2 separate regions of the Mus musculus genome follow, and region 2 is linked to region 1. A link is a contact called in public HiChIP or PLAC-seq data. All regions are on one chromosome and are shown on one strand. The core of a region is the stretch at or near the end of the contact, and the rest is flanking DNA. Distances in the headings are between cores, read along the strand shown. Region 1 overlaps Srgap3 (SLIT-ROBO Rho GTPase activating protein 3). Region 2 holds the start of Brpf1 (bromodomain and PHD finger containing, 1).

Evidence for each region. HiChIP or PLAC-seq counts read pairs in DNA pulled down with a chosen protein or histone mark.
Region 2: an H3K4me3 HiChIP or PLAC-seq map of craniofacial prominence shows a contact between it and region 1, with 4 times the contacts expected there. The contact joins the promoter of Brpf1 here to the enhancer-like site in region 1. A contact is called at or near these places in 3 of 39 promoter capture datasets (cranial neural crest, hippocampal neurons and pre-B cells), 3 of 115 datasets of contacts at active chromatin or transcription factors (the NIH/3T3 cell line, astrocytes and craniofacial prominence) and 1 of 9 other capture datasets (liver).

The regions. Positions count from the first base shown.
Region 1 is chr6:112,724,955-112,730,440 of GRCm38.p6, forward strand. Srgap3 (SLIT-ROBO Rho GTPase activating protein 3) reads right to left here. Exons shown (of 22, transcript NM_080448.4): 20 at 4,695-4,844; 21 at 2,259-2,586. Among named protein-coding and RNA genes, the nearest start is that of Gm26799, 28 kb to the left of the region's middle. Within about 2 kb of position 3,932, at least 127 of the 459 cell types and tissues checked have an H3K27ac peak or open chromatin away from gene starts, as enhancers often do. A contact at or near this core is called in craniofacial prominence, where this site is marked.
Region 2 is chr6:113,305,060-113,310,173 of GRCm38.p6, forward strand. Brpf1 (bromodomain and PHD finger containing, 1) reads left to right here and starts at 2,078. Exons shown (of 13, transcript NM_030178.2): 1 at 2,078-2,278; 2 at 4,744-5,114. The coding sequence starts at 4,754. It overlaps Cpne9 (copine family member IX), which reads left to right. Exons shown (of 21, transcript NM_170673.3): 21 at 1-512.

The sequences.
Region 1 (5,486 bases), core at 2,682-5,181:
TATGCCTCCCCTTTATGATTAACTCTTTGCATGCTGTGCTGGCAATTTTAAGAAGGAATCTTTGGGAGTTTCTTTATTCAGAGGCTCAGTTGTAAGTGACTCCGCAGGCAGGACTCTTCTCCCTATGTATTGTGCAGGGTCACCCCAGCCTCTAGCACTGTTCTGGGACTTAGTCTCCTATTGTCCCCACAATCCCTTTTGTTTGCTCTAATGTAACGGGAGCTGAAAGATAAAAGTGTCAATAACTAAGATGAAATTTTCTCATCTCCCCATCCCCGGTAGAGTGTAAATGGGAAAGACAGAAAGCTCAGCGAAAGGTGGGCTGAAGGGTTTAGGCTGCAGCCTTGCATTAGTCTGATGAGGAATGCATAAGTCTGCCAGGTGAAGCTGCAGAGAGGCACTGGGGACTGAGGGACACCGTGGGGAAGGTTCTCATTTGTCACTTCCTCCCCACTTCAGATGACAGTGCTGCACATTTCCATAGCAGCCTCGTTACCAGAACTTTAATTCTACATTGTTCAGGGCATTTGGAGACCAGAGAATCTAGGGTGAATCCATCTACTATTTGAGGTTCTCCATACCACCTCCCCTTTGACTCAGAGATGAAGTTGAACAAGTAGGTAGCTGGCCAGCGTCTTCTTGACTGTTTCCACCGTTTCCCATGAGCTTCAGTTTCACTTCCACCGGTGAAAAGCACTATCCAGTTAGAGTGGGTGTGCACTCTGACAATGTGCATAGGATTGCTGAGTGTATTTCTTAGACTAGGCTGACGAAGTGCTCCCCAAATAAAACTAAAGAAGTCTGGCAATGGAATACACTCTGTTCTTGCTGGAGATCCACAGTGCTCAACAAACTATTGCAAAGCTCTAAAATGTCTTGTCAATACACATTTCTACTTAGAGTACCACAGCATAAATGATGCTAACTGCAGAATACCCCACAGGTATCTCATAGCAGTCTGCGATGTGTTAGACACAGTGCCCCAGACTGCATTTGAATGGCCATGTAGAGCGCCTCAAGCCAGCTTTATGAAGCCTCTGCCCCATTGTGACTGGCAGAGTCTTTAGAAGATTCTAGGTGCTAGGGGGATGGTTCTCAAGAGATTAGCCTTCAAGGATAGAAGGTCAACTTGGCTGTCTCCTTTGCATGGCCCATGCCAAGGTACTGACCCCAAGTACTCTCTGGAAGTAGGCATCAGTACATGAGGTAGAGGCCACGTGTGGAGTTCTAGCTGGTGGTGCATTGCTTCCAGTCAGGGGATTCTCTGAGGATCTTCCCTGGACTCTTGTAAGGACGTGCTCAGAAGCTCACAGGCTAACCTCAACCCCTTCTGAATGGTACTCAAAGGCCATTAGCACAAGAGATTTCCCCTCAACCTGCAGGGTCTCTTGGGCCCCGTTATCTCTTAAGTGAGAGATAGCATCAAGAGAGGTGTGTAATGGACCGCTGCCCCAAATTACAGCTAGGGCAATAACAATGGAGACTTCTGGGAATGCAATATCCAAACTAGACATGACCAGTGACGTGAACTGGTAAACAATGCATTGTGCTGTTCATCTGGCCAGTGTGTGGGGGGGAATCAAACAAAAAACAAAAACAAACACAAAAAACAAACAAAAACGAACAGGAAGTACTCTAGAAGAGCCTGAGCTAGTCTTCCATTCTGCTTCTACTATTCAGTCCTGCCCATCTCCTCATCTCCTCCCAGTGCATTACTTCTAAACTGTAGACTCTCAAAATATGATGTAACCCCTCCCCCCACTTATTAAAGATGCCTAGCCTAGCAGCCATTTCGTGTCGGCAGTTCTCTTTAACTCTAAGCTCACATGGGCAGGGCCAAAGTGCATCAGGTCTCCACTGTACTTCATCGAAGGTGATGGATGTCACCCAACAGATGCCCAGTCAAGATTCATCACTAAATCAATAGAGTCATGAACAAAGGACGGATGCATGCATGGATACATGGATAGATACATGCATGGATACACGGACTTAATCATAGCATCTCAGGGAGAGGGCTGCCATTGTCCCAGTCCCATAACCCAGCTACCCTCTCTCCAGCCTGAACACTGGGGGGGGGGGTGTCTTCCAGTCTTTCCAAGGGCCATAGCTAGTGGCATGGAAAGGAAGCCAACTCATTGTCTTGTCTGACTCAGTCTCAAGTCCCACCAAGGCCACTGTGGTCCCCACTCTGCACTTCCCACCCTCTGTCCCACTGGGTGTCTCACTGGCCTAAGTGTCTTCTGTGGGGCCCTTACTTCTGCCAGGGCCTCAGCCTCCAGGGACTTGTGGTCCCCTAGGCTGCTGTGTCGCGTGGAACCGCAAGTCGACCTCATGGAGAGCCCTTCTGTCAGCGCCTTCTTGTCAGGGTAGTTGATACTGCCAGCGCTCCCGAAAGTCGCCATCCTTCTCTTCTCAGGGCTCTCGATCCGTCCCCGGCTGAGGGGGATTTTGTGGGGGCTGCTGGGGCAGGCAGCAGCTCGGGGTGGCGTGTCTATGCTGGGACCCAAGCCCCGGGGTGGGCTGTGTGTGTCGCCCCCACTTCGGCGCCTGGGGATGGCTGCTCCGTCGGACCGTAGTCGCACTCTGCAAAGGAGCCAGGGGCAGGAAGTATGGGGCAGAAGTCAACCCTCGCCAGTCTCAGAATGTACCAGCCAACCCCCATGCTACAGCTACACAGGAATCTAGAGGAGCTAGCACAGTGAAGCCTCATTCAGCCAGAATGAACACTTTAGCAATAAAAGGCGGGCTCAGACCTGTGACACCTCCCCTAAAGGGGAGGAGTAACCTGACCCAGGGAGGAATGTGGAGAGTGGGAGCCAGGCTGGCCATGGCAATACTGCAGACCCTAAGGTCAGTAGATTCTAAGGTCAGATCGGGGCAGGAAGATTCCAAACTGGAAATGCTGTGGCCAGCTCTGGTCATATATAGTTTGAAGCCTTTCAGATTCTAGCTGGTTTGAAACACTGAGGCTTGACTGTACCAAAAGGCCACAGTAAGCACAGGAGGGGACCTCTAGGAACAAAACACCTGTTCACTGTTGTCACCCACCAATGGAAACCAAGTCGTTGAAGAGTGAATACATCATTTTAAACTATGCTTCTGGTCTATGGGTACCTTGTCCACCTCCAGTGCTCTACTGGTATAAAAGGGTATGAGCTGCTTATGAAGGGAGGGCACAAGCCTTTGACCCATGTCTGCCACAGCTTTCCTGTATTCTCCCAAGTCCATCCGGTGAATCAGCTACATCAATGAACTATCATCTCTCACCTGCCCACATCTGAGTGGGTTTAAAAATAACTTAAAGATGGCTCTGTCCTATGGAAGTCCCCTAAGATACAGAGGTCTTCATGAGGGGAGGGAAGAATGGGATGCTGGGAATGGACCAAGTTCCATGAGACTGGTGGCAATTCAAACCCTCTGACCCCAGCAAAGCTAAGCAAGCCTGGAGGTGGCCCAATAGGACCAAAGCATAGGTGTTGGGGAGGAAGAGGCTTTTGAGAAAGAAAAGAAGAAAGATGAGCGAGGCAAGAGGGGAGAGAGACAGGAGATGATATGGCCCTCCTAGGAGCAGGGGACCATGCCATTCTCATCGGTGGACCCCAGTCTTTGACTTCTCTGTGGACTCTATCATCCTGCAGTGTCCAAAGCCAAACTGAATAGACTTAGCTCTAAAAAGAGCCATCAGGACCTCAACTAAAATAAATTCTTGAGTATGCTCCCATTGTATGCTGACACAGGTGGCTTCCAATCTCTGGAAAGACTGGGTTGATTACATGACCCTTCTGCAGCAGGGGTGGGGGTGGGGCACACAGACTTGACATTCCAAGAGAACCCGGGGTTGGGGGTGAGGCAGAGTGACAGGCTGTTAGCTTTCTCTCTTGTTCCTGTTCCCAGGAGGACTTGCACAGCGCCTTGCTGGCAGAAGGGTCATGTGATGCAGCCCAGCCTCTGTGAAGAAACTGGCAAATCTGCTCCCACTAAACAGGTGGGCGGAGTCGGGTATCAACTTTCACTGGCACAAAAGGAGGTGTGAGCTCTCTGTTTAAGTGGTGTGTTTCAGGGATGGGGGACTGTGGGAGCTTTAGATCTTTAAAAATGTTGTATGACAAATCACCTCCAGCAGAAAGCTGGAAGGATCCGGGAGCTGCTGGAGAAAGGAAGAAAAGCACTCGCCAACTTCTCTCTCTCTCTCTCTCTCTCTCTCTCTCTCTCTCTCTCTCTCTCTCTGTGTGTGTGTGTGTGTGTGCGCGCGTGCGCGCGCGCGCGCGCGTCTGCCTCTCTTAGTACTCAAGACAGTCTTATTGCTCTGTCTCTCTCTCTGTGTCTCTGTCTCTCTGTGTCTCTCTCTCACTACTATCATATTAAATTTTCAAGACAGTCTGACTATGTGGTCAGGCTGGCCTATGATTATTATTTAAAATAAAAAAGTTCTATGAGCCCAGCATATGTCTTCCTCCACCTTCTTCAATGCCCCTCCCCTCCCCCTCAAAGCTGGGTGGCTCACACCCGAGAATCTTTGGGTCCTTCCAGCCAGCCCACCCAGCTGTTCCCAGGGTCGTGGCTTGTAGGATCAAGGTGCTGTAACAGCCTTCTCCTCCCCTTCCTGCCCTCTTGCTTCTCCCAATTCAGACACAAACAAGCAAATGGGTACTAGTGAAACAAACAAACAAAAATGAACCCATGTTTCCTACCGGCCCATCACCCCCCCAAAGCCGTAATCAGAGATGTGCTCTGTGGGGGACTGGAGGTCATTCTTGGAAGAGGCCTTGTCATCCAGCAGTGGCCCACTGCTGGCCTCGCTGTCAGCCTTTTGGCTCAGGCTATCGGAGAAGGCATCGTCCCTGGGGAGGAGAGAGACAAGAGTTGGAGGTGGTTCTCATGCTCTTGAGGAAGGACCGGGATGCCCAGAACTCCTTCACAGCTGTCTGCACACACCTATGGCTATTCCAGCAGCCCAGGGTGAACACCTTCCCTCCACACACACCCACCACAATGCTCGCATAGCCAGGCTTGCTAGCAGGTGGCTCCCTTGTAGTCTACCCCTATATCTCTGTTTCTTTATCTTTTACTAGCTTGTTCTTTTAGACCCTTTCAATGATGGAGACAGGTTGAAGAAATGGGGGTTGGAGTCTGCAAGCTGGGTGTGGGATACTGAGTGCTGAGTCTCCCAGCATAGGGTGCTGTATGCTGAGTTTCCTATGGCTCCATACAAGGTGGTTCAGAGCCAAGCAAGCAAGGAAGGGCCACTTCAGTCCCTTATCTCCCTATCTGCGGTACAGGATTCTTGTGAGGTGGCCCATGCTTTTAGGGGTGCCCTGCCAGTTTCCCTCTATAGCCTTCTCCTTCCAGTGACTTGCCCTTGCTGTCAGAGGTCTGTGGACTCCAGGGCTGCCAGTCGGCCTGCTATTACAGCATCCCCTTTCTCATTCACTTGGCCTTTGCACAAGCTGAGAACCTTCTCTCCTGCATCACAATATAGGCTT
Region 2 (5,114 bases), core at 828-3,327, 580 kb after region 1:
GCAACCACACTGTGGTTCACAACCACCATTAATGAGATTTGATACCCTCTTCTTGTGTGTCTGAAGACAGCTACAGTGTACTTATATATAATAATAAATAAATTTTTGGGCCGGAGCAAGCAAGATCTGAGCAAGCAGGGTTGATCAGAGCGAGCAGAGGTCCTAAAATTCAATTTCCAACAACCACATGAAGGTTCAGGTGTACAGCTACTGTGTACTCATCTGTACAGCTACAGTGTACTCACATACATAAAATAAATAAATAAATCTTTAAGAAAACTTGTTATACATACTTGAACACTTTTTTCCTCAGGACAGACCCATAGCTTTCATGAGATTTTCTAAAAGGTTCTTCACCCCAAAAGAGCTAGCTTTAAGACAACTGTGAGGTCCTAGTGGTACAAGCCTGTAATCACAAGTTCAAGGCCAGTGTAGGCAACTTATCTGGACTTTGTCATTAAAAAAAAAAGTTTTGTTTTGTTTTTTAATAAAAAAGAAACGGCTGTTGTGATATATCCCTGTCCTTGTGTGTGCAAAGCCTTCAATAATGAAAAAAAGCTGTATAACTTCTTTGATTCATTTATTTTGGTTGTTTTGTTTAGATAGGGTCTTGCTGTATGGCTCAGCCTGACCTGGAACTCATAAGCAGTTGGAGCAATCCTAATTCAATCCTCTTGAGTGCTGCGATTACTGGTTTATTCTGAATTTTCTGGATGAGTATAATAGCTTGTATTTTCTTTGTGCATGCGAATCTTATACAACAGACACTGTATTAGGCAATTTACAGTCTTCAACTCTCTTAATCCTTATCATAACCCCGGGACAGAGGGACTATATATTATCCCCATTTAATAATGAGAAACTCCGCTGCAATAAGCCATTTCTTTATAGAAACCACCGATTTTACGCCAGACCCCCCCTTTTGACCAGGAAACAACTTGGAGTGCTGGTTTTATTGGCATTTCTCGGGGGAAACGTGTCATAAGAAAACGTGCACTTTAGGGAGCTGAATACCAAGTCCGCATGAAAATAAACCGCGTTCTCAGTGACTCTAGCATCTTGGAAGACTATCATACTCTTCAGTGACAAAACTACAAGCACTGCTTGACAATGATGATCCCTGACATCCAAATTCTCTGAAACCCCCAGGAACTGACAGAATTTTCGAGTTCCAGGTTTACAATTGAAGAACCCAAAGAAGAATTTCCCACGATCACACTTGAGGTGTCAGTCATATTCAATGGGCTGTGTGTTTTGATACCGTCTTCCAATCAGCTACCGGTAACCTTGTAGTCCAGCGCTGCCAATCTGAGTCCTACAGTTTTACTGGAATGCACTGGAACCTCCCCAAACTCAGTTCCCTCATTAGGGCCACGCCTCGTCACCCTTCAGTCTCACATTTCAGCGGAAGCCCCGCCCCTTACGTTCCTAAGTCCCGCCCTTACCCTGCAGCACTGTGGTGCGCTTTCCCAGCTGTAGCTTCATCCCTAGTTTAGCTCCACCTTCCAGGCTTACCCAAAGCTCCGCCCTTCGTTACTTGGGCCCCTCGGGCCCACTCTTCCGGCTGCGGTCGTCGCATCAGGGCACCGCTTTCCCGCAGCTCCACCCCCTAAACACAAGCCCCTCCCGCGCCGGCCTAGTCTTCCCACGTCGCCCCGCCCCTGACCATATCTGCGGGCCTCTGCGGCTCCCTTGCGTTCGTCCGGCTCTAGGCCCTGCCCTCAACTCCGCCCCACCCGGCGCTCCCGCCCCGTTCCTCCCAGTCGCCTTCCTCGGAGACCAAGGCCAGGTCCCTACCGCAGCAGTCGCGCCAGCAGGAGGGAGGGAGCAGGCGGCGGCAGAGGGGGAGGGGAGAAGGGCGGGCTCCTCACGCCCAGCCTCGCGCTGCCTGTCCGTAGTCGCAGATTCGCCACAAACGGCCCGAGGACTCAGACTCCCCAAAACTGAGCTTTCGCTCGCCAGAAACTCCACTTAGAACATGGAGGCGCTTGCTGAGCCCTTTAAGGTGTCCAGAGATCTTTTTCAGACCGACAGGTTGGTCTCAAGCTCCTCAGTAGACCGGCGAGGAACCGTGGCGAAAGTGCGTCTATACAGCGCCACGGGACCACGTTTACCCTGGCGGACGCCGTCGCCGTCGCTGCTGCTGCCGCCGCTGCCACAGCCTTTGCCGCCACGGTCTCGCCGCTGCTGTTCCTGTGCCGCCTCCAGGAGCCCCCCCATTGTCCCGGCGGCACCGGGTTCCCAGGCCAGAAGATCCAAAAGCTCGGGAAACGCGAAGGTGCTTGCGGAATTGCGACGCTGGGGCACCGGCGGGACCAGGAGTGGCAGGGGTCAGCGCGGGAAGCCGGGGGAGCCGGGCCAGAGAGTGCGGGGCAGGAGCCGGGGCGGCCAGCTTCGCTTCCGAGAGTTCGGGTTTCCCCTTCTCGGCCCGTCTCTCATCGCCGGCCTCCCACACGGGGTTGGAGCCCCGGCGGGCGCCCCCGGCGATGAGCCCAGACTGGAGGTGGCCGGTGAGTACGGGCCGGGGCCGGGAGGTAGTGCCAGTGGAGAAGGGGCAGCCCTGGCGAGGCGCCTTAGGCTCCTCCTGAGCCCCTGGAGCAGGGAGAATTGACATGCCATTCGTTCGTGGGGAGCGTCCGCGGCAGCAGTGTTCCCTTTGAGGCTGCCTGGGCCAGAGGCAGAAGGGAAACCTTGTTTGACTTGTTACACTTTGACAAAAGGGAAGCGGCGCAGCATCCGGGAGATTGGGCTCTAGCCCCGCGGGCCTTGTCCCACCCCTTACCCCTTACTTCCTTCTGCTCCTGGAGTTCCCGGGAGTAGGTGCTTCCGCCATATCCAAGGGCCCCAGGGCTTTCAGAGCTAAGTTCTGGACACCTTCGTGCCTCTGACGCCAGGTCCCTTGGGGCACTGTGCTAGTTCGGGAACCAGGGCAGCAAAGCCAGAACGGCAGCGTTCACCAGGGACCCGGCTTGGAAAGTGTTGAGCTTGTTTGTACCTATAATTGGTTTTGTGTTTAAAGGCACAGCAGCAGGTAGGAAATAGAAGTGAGTTGGAATTGAATGTGTAGCTTGGCTGACTTGCTGTCGATAGATGGACGAGAGCTGCCCATTCTTGTAGTTAAGCCTCAGGAGAAGGAAGGAAAGGCTGAGAGTTAGTGTTTGTCAGGGAGGTTAGGCAGGCCCTGCATTGGTGGTCCTAGGCACTAGTTCAAACTAGTCCTGAGAGAAATTGGAGCGGTACCAGACTAAGCTGGGCTCCCTGGGGTTTGGTGCCATCTGCTGTCTCTACTCACCCAGAAACTGAGGTGGGGGAGGGTTAGCCTTTGAGAACCTTGGAACATAATGCCTAGATTTTTGTGATCATGTTTGTGTCCTGGCATTCAGTAGGCCCTGAGTTAATGTTGCATGAATCAGTAAATGAGGAAACCAAGTGTAGCCTGTGCCGTTTGTCCTGCGGAAATGACCATTTCACAAGGTTTCTCCCTATATCTCCCCACCCAGTTCCAGGGTGAGGTTCCCCATTAAGACTTCAGCGATGCACTGATTGTGTAGTTCAATGGTTTCTGTTGGAATCTAGGACTCAGTCATTGGCCACTCACTCAGGCATACAATAAGCAACGTTTAATGCGTAATCTGATCTTCCTCAACTCCTAATCTGGTGGTCTTCTCATTCAGCTATTCACAGGTTTCATGGTATTTGCCCAGGCTTGGGAGTCCAATGCATGCTAGGAACTGGGGATTTAGAAGTAAATAGGTCTGGTATTTACTGAAGATCTCCTAGTAGAATGGGAGAAAACCAGAAAATGTCACACTGGAGGTGAGAATAAAATGCCACGGGAACAGCTTTTCCTTGAGAGAGTGAAAAAAAGTCATAATAAAAGTGTCATTTGGCCGGGCGTGGTGGCTCACGCCTTTAATCCCAGCACTTGGGAGGCAGAGGCAGGCGGATTTCTGAGTTCGAGGCCAGCCTGGTCTACAGAGTGAGTTCCAGGACAGCCAGGGCTACACAGAGAAACCCTGTCTCGAACCCCCCCCCCCCAAAAAGTGTCATTTGAACTAGGTCTTGAAGAATTTGTAGGAGCCCACCATTCAACATTCCTAATTGAGAGCCCTTTGAACCTTGAGAGATTATAACATGTAGGGAATTTTATGCTGCAGTGTGAGCCCACCTCCAGTCTGGGCTTATTGTCGGGGGCGCCCGCCAGGGCTCCAACCCCGTGTGGGAGGCCGGCGACGAGAGACGGGGCCGAGAAGGGGAAACCCGAACTCTCGGAAGCGAAGCTGGCCGCCCCGGCTCCTGCCCTGCACTCTCTGGCCCTGCTCCCCCGGCTTCCCGCGCTGACCCCTGCCACTCCTGCCAAACCATAACTACTGAAAAGAATCTAGAAAGGAAGACTAGGGACAGAGAGCAAAAGGAATTTCTTGAATGTTATATTAGATGGTCTGAATAGAAGCTGGAGAGCAGCTGGAGGCTTTTAGTAATGTAATTGGTATGATCATTGCTACTTAGTAGAAGGATCACTCTTGTCACTTTATGTGAGACTAAGCCAAAGGAATTGAGACATAGGCAGCAATAGGTTTTAAGGGCCCAGACTAGGACCTTTGTAAAGAAGCTGGCACCTAGAGATGCTCTAAAGAGAGACTGGCCAGGATATCCTTGGGAAAGGAAGGCTGAAGAGAATCTACTGTATGGTGTGGGAGCTGGAAACTGTCAGGCCTGTGCTAATTGGTCTGTGTATTCTAGATGTGACAGCATGGGGGTGGACTTTGACGTGAAGACCTTCTGCCACAATTTGCGGGCAACTAAGCCACCATATGAGTGCCCTGTGGAGACTTGCCGCAAGGTTTACAAGAGTTACAGTGGTATCGAGTACCACCTGTACCACTATGACCACGACAGCCCACCACCCCCACAGCAGACCCCACTGCGCAAGCACAAAAAGAAAGGGCGCCAGTCACGACCAGCCAACAAGCAGTCACCCAGCCCCTCTGAAGTCTCACAGTCACCAGGCCGAGAGGTGATGAGCTATGCTCAGGCCCAGCGCATGGTAGAAGTGGACCTTCATGGCCGTGTCCACCGAATCAGCATCTTTGACAACTTGGATGTGGTGTCAG